Regions from separate parts of the Zea mays genome. Here region 2 is linked to region 1. A link is a contact called in public Hi-C data. All regions are on one chromosome and are shown on one strand. The core of a region is the stretch at or near the end of the contact, and the rest is flanking DNA. Distances in the headings are between cores, read along the strand shown. Region 1 holds the start of LOC100279291 (Glycosyl hydrolase family protein). Region 2 has its middle 33 kb from the start of LOC100277843.

The links. A called contact is a pair of places that touch in the nucleus more often than the background predicts.
Region 2: a Hi-C map of leaf shows a contact between it and region 1, with 4 times the contacts expected there. The contact joins the enhancer-like site here to the promoter of LOC100279291 in region 1. A contact is called at or near these places in 2 of 25 Hi-C or Micro-C datasets (both in leaf).

The regions. Positions count from the first base shown.
Region 1 is chr6:159,975,316-159,980,140 of Zm-B73-REFERENCE-NAM-5.0, reverse strand. LOC100279291 (Glycosyl hydrolase family protein) reads left to right here and starts at 2,308. Exons shown (of 8, transcript NM_001152312.1): 1 at 2,308-2,736; 2 at 2,842-2,932; 3 at 3,022-3,170; 4 at 3,249-3,492; 5 at 3,580-3,693; 6 at 3,774-3,956; 7 at 4,056-4,257; 8 at 4,800-4,825. The coding sequence starts at 2,357.
Region 2 is chr6:160,042,100-160,047,109 of Zm-B73-REFERENCE-NAM-5.0, reverse strand. No RefSeq gene overlaps it. Among protein-coding and RNA genes, the nearest start is that of LOC100277843, 33 kb to the left of the region's middle. Within about 2 kb of position 3,334, at least 17 of the 20 cell types and tissues checked have an H3K27ac peak or open chromatin away from gene starts, as enhancers often do. A contact at or near this core is called in leaf, where this site is marked.

The sequences.
Region 1 (4,825 bases), core at 1,059-3,558:
CAAGGATTTCTTCGAATCAGAGCACAAGCACCAACTGTACTAGACGACATTGTTATTGAGATTATAATCAAGGGGATTTGATCGAGACCATGCTATAAGTACTTGATTGCAAAGCCACCCACACTTTATAGAAGTTGCTTCATAAGATGGATGAATATACTAGAGCAGATAATGACTCTCGGTAACAGTGACAAGACATTGTGAAATATGTCGAAGTATCAACAAACTTCGATAGAGATTGAAGGCATGTAAGGAGTATTCAAAATCCATAGCAAGTCGAGAAAGTTACAAGAAATTACTCACCACTAATACTATTTACTCACCCGCACATACTATTTGGGCTTGCTTCTTTTCTTTTTTCCTTCACCACCATGCTCAGTTCTTCTTTCTTGTAGGGACAGTCACTAACATCTCCATCTTCTTTCCCAACGACCTCCCCTACCTCCTCCCTAGCCAACAACATAGTCCCCTCAAGCCTTAGCTGCACCCGACCGTGCTAGGGCCATGCCCAACCATGCTAGACACGTGCCTCGTCGATGCAACACTCGCTGAGGCCACACTATGGTCGTCCGACCATGCCAGGGCCATACACATCCACACTAGGGTCACGCCTTTGTTGGTGTAGTGGGCGTGGGGATATGCTCGCACCTAGCCATGCCAGGTCATGCCCTCACTAGTGCAGTGCCTGCTCGGGTCACAACTGATTGGAGCTCCATCTGGCGCTCAAGATATCTAGAGAAGGAAGAAACAATAGGATGACTAGAATAGGAAGAAATTATGGTCTTGTTTGGGATAAGTTTTTTCTGAGAATCTAGATTCCTGGATAATCTAAATGTCATGAGAATCTAGATATCGTGAGACTTACGTGTAGTGGAAGATGAAGGGGTCTGCACGATTTATTGTTTAGGCTACGACAGATTTCCCCCATCGCAACGACTCGATGGATTTTGCATTTACGTTGGTTTGAGCGATTTTCACATAAGCGGTTCGCATAGAAGTTGGCTGAGAAGGGAAGGGTTTGTTTAGCAGAAGCTGATTCTAATGGCTAGAAGTCGAAACCAACAGGGCCTATAGAAGACACTGAGACACAAAGTCTACCTTAAAAACAAATTAGACAATTCTGATTAAATTGATCTTACATGAATATAAAGTTGATGCATAAACTAAGGGCATGTTTGTTTTCTTGCAGGATTATATAGTTCAGCTGTTTTATATAGATTTTATAATCCACTTTATGTAATCCTACTAGAAATGTTTGTTTACACATTATTAGTGGGTAAAAAGCCAAATAATAATTTAAAATAAGCACCTAATTTCCTGGTTATGGATTATCATAATTGAAGTCCTAGATTATATAATCCACTACAGTAATATGTGATGTTTGTTTGTCTCTTAACTTATTTAAGCTGGATTACATAACCTAGAGGGTAAACAGTAGTCTCAAATCCACTAGAGTTGTCCCAAAAAACTCTTAGGCCTCGTTTGTTTCGTTGGAATTGAATCCATTTTAATAATTATAATTTAGACATAACTAATTAAGTTTATATATTTATATATGTAATATATTTATATATTATCTTAAATCATATGAGAGAGATAGTTATATACTACATTCATGTTGTAACGAAGCAAGTAGAAGAGTATGCTATAAATTGTACATCGGAAAATAACATGTAAATCTATAGAATCAATTTCCATCTCTCACCCTAATGAATTTGAGATAGACTTATATGATAACTTTGGAAAGTGGTGGAATGTCACATTCTAAAAAAATAGCCTATTCCAATAGTAAGATTCCAATTTCTCAAAATAAAAGGAAACAAACGGGGCCTTAACGTCATCTCCAACACATTATGTACATGATCGTGCGAAACACTTTTGTATTGTAGAGTGTATTATTTACCAAGTATAGTTTGAAATAGAAGATTAAGGCCTTGTTTGGGACAGCTCCAGCTCTAGAAAATTTGATGGAGTTGGTGGAGCATGTATTATTAGGTGTTCTAGAAAATTATAGACATGGATCTATAAGTCTTTAGAAAACATTTAGATATATCATTTTGTTTATTATTTAAATTAAAAATATTTTTAAAATTAATTAAACTTATATTAAAAGCTATAGCTCCATAGAGCAGATAATATGATACAAAAGCTGCTGAGCATAACATGGAGTCGGCGACGGGGCGGGTCCGAGAACTGACAAGTTCAAAAGCCAATCTCTTTCCAGGTGGCGCTCTCGAGGCGTTCTGCCCTGTTTCCCTCGTGTGTACTAGTCCAATCCCCTCCCAATCGGTCAACACAAGTACACACCACAAACACCCATCTCCTCCGCCTCTGCTCCCTTCTGCTCACCCGCACGATGGCGCCGGAGGCGCGAGGTGAGGCGGCGCTGGTGTACAGAGACGCATTGGCGCCAGTGGAGGAAAGGGTGCGAGACCTGCTGGGCCGCATGACGCTGCGTGAGAAGGCAGCGCAGATGGCCCAGATCGAGCGCACCGTCGCGACGCCGCGAGCCCTCACGGAGCTCGGGGCTGGCAGCGTTCTCAACGCCGGGGGAAGCACGCCCTGCGAGCAAGCCTCCCCCGCCGACTGGGCCGCCATGGTCGACGGCTTCCAGCGCCTTGCGATCTCCTCCCGCCTCGGCGTCCCCATCCTCTACGGCACTGACGCCATCCACGGACACAACAACGTCTACGGCGCCACCGTTTTCCCCCACAACGTCGGTCTCGGCGCCTGCAGGTACCGATCGATTCGATCCACAGACCATGTTCTGTGTGATGGCCGCGTCACTGTACTACCCCAATGTTTTGTCCGCTAGGCAACCATATTCTGTTGACCTCACAGGGACGGAGAGCTCGCGCGTAGGATCGGCGAGGCGACGGCGCTCGAGGTTCGCGCCACTGGCATCCACTGGACCTTTGCGCCGTGCGTCGCCGTGAGTAAAATTCAAAACTCTTCTGATTGATCGATGACGTTTGTGGGGATCTGCTTGATGGTGTGAGTCTGGCCTCTCCTGTATACTAGGTCTGTCGGGATCCTAGGTGGGGCAGATGCTACGAAAGCTACAGCGAGGACCCAGAGATCGTGCGCTCGTTGACCACCATCGTCAGCGGTTTGCAGGGGCAGCCGCCAGCAGACCATCCTCATGGTTACCCCTTCCTCGCTTCGCCTAGGTACTTGAGTGGACATGTTTAGCGTGTTCCTCATATGCCCACAACCTGTTTGTGAAAATGTGTCCATGTGGTTTGTAGGGAGAATGTACTTGCTTGTGCTAAACATTTCGTAGGGGATGGTGGCACGGACAAGGGGGTCAATGAGGGGAACGCCATTTGCTCCTATGAGGATTTGGAAGCAATCCATATGACACCTTACCCGGATTGTATAGCTCAAGGGGTGGCAACAGTAATGGCGTCCTACTCTAAGTGGAATGGGGAGCCATTGCATTCAAGTCGCTACTTGTTAACAGATGTTCTGAAGGGCAAGTTAGGCTTTAAGGTATCCGAGCTACTGTCATTGTTTTTGTAATGATGATTGAAGCTTAGGTTGGTTTATGAATTTGATGTGTCTAATATCCTGTTTCAGGGTTTTCTCATTTCAGATTGGGAGGGCATTGACAGGATCTGTGAGCCACAAAAGCCTCGAGGGTCTGATTATCGCTATTGCATTGCACAATCAGTAAATGCAGGAATGGACATGGTATATGATTATTTGAGTGTTCACATGAAATGTATTCTTCAGTCCCTCTGTTGGTTTTGCCTACATTGAACAATCTACAGATTATGATACCTCACAGGTTTGAGAAATTTTTGGATGATATTGTGTTCTTGGTGGAGGCGGGGGAGATACCAATGTCTCGGATTGATGATGCTGTTGAACGAATTCTGAGGGTTAAGTTTATTTCTGGAGTGTTTGAGCATCCATTTTCAGACCAATCTCTACTGGACATAGTTGGTTGTAAGGTAACATGCTTCTGGTTCCTTTCAAGCTTCTGTGTATCTCTTTGTTGAGCCATCTAAAAAATGATGTCACTAACGACAAGCAATATATTGACCTTCTAGGAACATCGGTTACTAGCGCGTGAGGCTGTTCGCAAGTCTTTGGTACTTCTGAAAAATGGCAAGGATCAGAATAAGCCATTCCTTCCATTGGCCAAAGATGCAAAAAGAATACTGGTTGCAGGAACACATGCTGATGATATTGGATATCAATGTGGTGGCTGGACGATAGCATGGCATGGAGACAGTGGAAAAATAACTCTTGGTAAGCAGGGACTCTGTTTTGCAAAAAATAAATATTTTGTATTTATTAGTTCTTTGTACTCGTATCAATCAATTGTTTGACCTAGATGATACAGTTGTTCTTCTCGAAAACATAGTGCACTTGTCCATAGTTTGAAGTTTAAACTTGCATCAATATAATTGCTCCAAAAGAAGTTATCATATTTGAGTGAAGTAACATTCTTTATCCTGAAGAAACTGTTTATTGTTTGGGAACTCCAGCTGTAAACTTGTTTTGATAATTCATATGGCATTTTCAACTGCCATGGTGAAAATAAATGGTAACTTGCTGCTTTTAAAAGCAAGCATAAGATGTTTTGTATTGGATCCCTTGAGTAGATCAATATTGTGGCTGTCCTTGAGTAGATCTGTGCCTTTCCCGTTACTTTATACACTCACTCACACTCTGCCATCGTTTGCTCACTGAGTTATTTGTTTCAAAAGAACATTTAAAGCTTTATTTGATCAAAGCAGTAAAATATCCTGTTTTCCCAAAACAGTTATTCACACCAATCTAAATAACAGGTACGAGCATATTGGAGGCCATACAA
Region 2 (5,010 bases), core at 2,085-4,584, 66 kb before region 1:
CGTCGTCACAGAGCATGCGGGGCGCCATCATTGCCTATCTGGCGGAGCTAGCCAGATGGGACGCCGGTCTGGTTCCCTGCGGCCCGAGTCAGCTCGGGGTAGGGTGATGTTGGCGCCTCCTGTTGACGTGGCTGGCCTGCGCCCTAGGTTGGGCGATGTGGAGGCTCCTCCGAAGCCGAGGTCGAGTCCGAGCCCCTGGGTCGGGCGAGGCGGAGGTCGTCGGCTGAGGCCAGGGCGGAGTCCGAGCCCTGGGGTCGGTCGAAGCGGAGTTCGTCGTCTTCTAGGGCTGAGCCCAAGTCCGAGCCCTGGGTCGGGCGGAGTGGAGTTCGCCGTCTTCCAGGGCTTAGCCCGAGCCCTGGGGTCGGGCGGAGCGGAGTTCGCCGTCTTCCGGGACTTAGCCCGAGTCCGAGCCCTGAGTCGGGCGGAGCGGAGTTCGCCGTCTTCCGGGACTTAGCCCGAGTCCGAGCCCTGGGTCGGGCGGAGCGGAGTTCGCCGTCTTCCAGGACTTAGCCCGAGTCCGAGCCCTGGGTCGGGCGGAGCGGAGTTCGCCGTCTTCCGGGGCTTAGCCCGAGTCCGAGCCCTGGGTCGGGCGGAGCGGAGCTTCCTATGGTGCCTTTGGCAGGGCCTGACTGCTTGTCAGTCTCACTCTGTCAAGTGGCACTGCAGTCGGAGTGGAGCAGGCGGCGTTGTCCTTCTGTCAGGCCGGTCAGTGGAGCGGCGAAGTGACGGCGGTCACTTCGGCTCTGCCGGGGGGCGCGCGTCAGGATAAAGGTGTCAGGCCACCTTTGCGTTAAATGCTCCTGCGATTTGGTCGGTCGGTGCGACGATTTAGTCAGGGTTGCTTCTTAGCGAAGGCAGGGCCTCGGGCGAGCCGGAAATATGTTCGCCGTCGGAGGGGGGCCTCGGGCGAGACGGAAATCCTCCGGGGTCGGCTGCCCTTGTCCGAGGCTAGGCTCGGGCGAGGCGTGATCAAGTCGCTCGAATGGACCGATCCCTGACTTAATCGCATCCATCAGGCCTTAGCAGCTTTATGCTGATGGGGGTTATCAGCTGAGAATTAGGAGTCTTGAGGGTACCCTAATTATGGTCCCCGACAGAGCCCGCTTTATTCTAATTAGTTACTGAACCAAACACTAATATTAACTGGCTCCATCCGCACGCTCCTGCTCGGATGGCACAAATTTATATTATCCGCATGTCTAAAATTTCTATATAATATATGGATGTAGGTGTGAGTTTATACTCATGTGTATGGATATAAATTTGATTCCCAATTTCTCATGAAAAAGTTGTATCCGTGAATATACGTAATCACAATATACTCTTTTAGGTAACAAGTGTTGGTTTTAATATTTATATCGTGGATATGATTTCGCAAACCATATACCCATGAATTTTATACTCATTGTCAATCTTAAAAGCTGGAGATGCATTCATAGGAAGATGAAAGGCAAACAATGTGGGACAACTTTTTATGTTGTGACTAGTAGATCGTGTATATGACAATACAAAATACTATTTTACACTATAGACAACATTGCTAATTTAGACTGGAGTTCAAAATAAGAGGTAAGAAAGGAGGCTAGGTAGGAGAGGTGCTAGGGTGGAGACCGTAAATGCGGTGGTTGCAAACTTGTGCACTGAACGAAGTGTAACTAGGACGGTAGGAGACAAAGTGGCAAAGTGCCAATAACAACGGTGTTCCCATGGACACATGCATCTTTAGGCTGGTTATAACATTAGCTACTGACTAATGTACGATCTTTAGTCTTAATATACAACCATTTTAGCACTATATCAACCTTTTATTTTATGGATTTTCAGTTAACATAATATGTGATTGTTTTATCAAAATAAAATACATCTTATTACATAACTAAACAAAAAATTACATAATTCATAAAAAAACAATTAGAAATTACATAACTTAAACTAAAGATAGAAAATAGATAATTCATAAATATAACTAATAAATTATTACTCATCTTCTTCATCTTCCTCTTTCACATATTTTACAGTAATTGATTAATTGCTCAAATAATTTAGTTTAAAACATCCACATGTTAGCCTTGTAGAGCTTCTTTAATATTTCTTTCTGTTTTGTATAGATGTGGACTCGTCATTAATTGTTGTTGGGTCCTTCCTTTTTGTTGAGCTTTTGCCCTGTCACAACCGGACCCATAGGGTGGTGTGTTCACACTTTCCTGTGTTGGGTAGCTATGATCATCGTCCAACTTCTGAAAAGATATTTTGCTCCTATCACCTGAGTTATCGTCACCGTGCCCTGTGTACCACTTGGGCTAATGGCGAAGTGCGCGCCACATATGTTACTGCCTGCTCGCTGCGGATTTAAACCAACTGTTTAGACTGGTGCAACTGCAATTTATAGAGACAAAATACTGTAGAAAAAGTAGAAGCCGTTTCAAAATAAGTCGCAGCGAACAGGTTTGCTATAGTTTGAACTCCGTCCTATCAGGCTTGTTGCGAAGCATCATTTGTTCCACTCGATCGGACCATGACCGTTGAAAAAGATGACCTTCTCGTTGCTCATCGAACACGGATCCTTTGGCTGCTTGGGGTACAATGGCGATGAACTTCTGTAGTGGAATTGTAGGTGGTTGCTATGTTACCCTAGAACGTCGTCGGTTCCTTCTTACTAGTATCATCAATAGAGTCTACCGAGTGTCACAAAACTCTAAGGCCCCGTTTGTTTCGTTGAAATTGAATTTCATTTTAATAATTATAATTTAGAGAAAACTAATTAAGTTCATATATTTATATATATGTAAGATATTTGTATATTATTCTAAATCATATGAGAGAGATAGTTATATACTACATTTATGTTATAACAAATCAAGTATAATAGTGTGCTATAAGTTGTACATCAGAAACATAGCATGTAAATCTATAGAACCAATTTCCATCTCTCACCCCATGAATTTGAGATAGACTTATATAATAACTTTGGAAAGTGGTGGAATGTCACATTCTAAAAAAGTTAGCCTATTTCATTAGTAAGATTCCAATTCATCAAAATGAAAGGAAACAAACGGGACCTAACAAAAATTTCATGTTAGATGTTTTGGCGTGTCAACAAGATCTCTAACAAAATAGTGAAACTGACCCTGGGATCTACTACTTTGGTAGATCCAAATTTGGTGAATCTATACCACTTAGTTAACTTTTTTGTGAAATAGAGTTATCAACTTTAATCTAAAGCCTAACGAGCTGTCCCAGGCAGGAACGCTCGCAGCCTCGTACTCTATAAAATTCAAACTCAAGCTGTCCACTGCAGAAAAGCGCACGGCATCACGGCCCAAAGTTCACCACCATTTTACTGCTTCAGAAAGTTTTGGCCTCTGCAAGCGCGACTTGAAAGCCCAGCGTCGTGATCTAACCAAGGGCCCCCACGAAATGTCCCAGCCCAACATGCCAAGCGGCAAACGGCCTCACGTCGAAAAGCACGAAAAATTCAGTAACTGCCACGCCGGATTGCACCTTCACCAATCACCACTCCATCTCATGTCCGTGCCCTTCGTGTACCTCACCTACGTCACCGTGTCCGAGACCCTGGCCGTGCGCGCGTTCCTCTACGTCGCCGTGGCGGGCCTCGAGGTAAGGGACACCGAGGGCGTTGCCCGGTCCGTGCTCCCAAGGTTCTACGCCGGCGACGTCCACCCGGAGGGCTGGCGCGTCTTCCGCTCGTTCGGGAGTGTTACACACTTAACACGGCATAAGATTAATTTGACCATATTGCCGTATTGTGTAAATGTGTAAGTGTAATACAAACAGAACTACTATCATATTACAGATATTAATTCCCATTAATTAAACCATGGCAATTAACACACATAAGATAAACAAACAACAAATCTATCCAAAAGATGTGCATCACGATAAACAGAAGATGCAATTTTACTTATTATGCTTCCCACGACTGAAGTTGAAGAACATAAAAGGACGTGCGAGACACAATTCACAAAAACCTAATTCGCCGGTATATGTGCGGGTCATCGATCCCTACAAATTTCGATCTGTTGCATGACAAACACAGGCACAACAACACAACAGTGAAGCGACGACACATATAATCTAGGATAATATGAGTCGGTTGTTTGTGGTGGACCTCCATCTGAAGGATGTCTCCCTTTATAAAGAAGTCACTGCAATCTACAAAATTCGATCGGCTAAATTCTATTAATTATCCCCCTAGAATCTCTTTACGTGCAACCACACGGTGGCAGTCTAGGTGTGGTACTCAATAACAAAAAATAAAAGGAAAAATGAAATTGTTGTTTAGAACACATCACGACGCAATCGCGCATCGTCGCAAGTCACAATTCACTCATTAATTTTAGGAAAAAAAACGAGAAACACGACCGAGCATGGTCAGTTCATAGCAGCCTCTATAGCCATTTGCTTGTCACATGTGAAGACTAGTGCACACCTCACATATAAATTGGTTATCTCCTACTTGATAAGCAATGTGGGACTAAAGCCCCTCATATCATCCTAACAAACTACCTTTGCTTCCTTATATGATTGGGTCACCCACAATTAGTTTTAAATATGCCAAATTCCAACATGTAAGAGGTGCATCATCACTTCACGGCATTTCTTGGTGTCGACGTGGTCATCGGGGCAGAAATGTTGGTAGGTGAGTCCGAGAAGGCCATGGGGTTCATCGCCGACCCTAGGGTGCTGGTCGATGAACATAAGAGACAGGCATGGCGGTGTGGGAGTTTGGATCGCAAGAGTGACTTTGATCTCATGTCCATATGTAAGGTAGAGGTTCTTCAACTATTTGTTGTTAGGCTATTTTCAACAGCTTATTATCTCTATACCTATATTCAAACCTCACTCTACGAACAGTGCAGTTTACAATGTAAAACAATGTTTTGGATGACTATATGAGTGAACTATTAGACGCGGTCTTAGTTTATAATTGAATGCATTCTACTGTCAGTTAGCTACTAACGTTGTACAAAGTTGTAAGGCTTAAGGCAT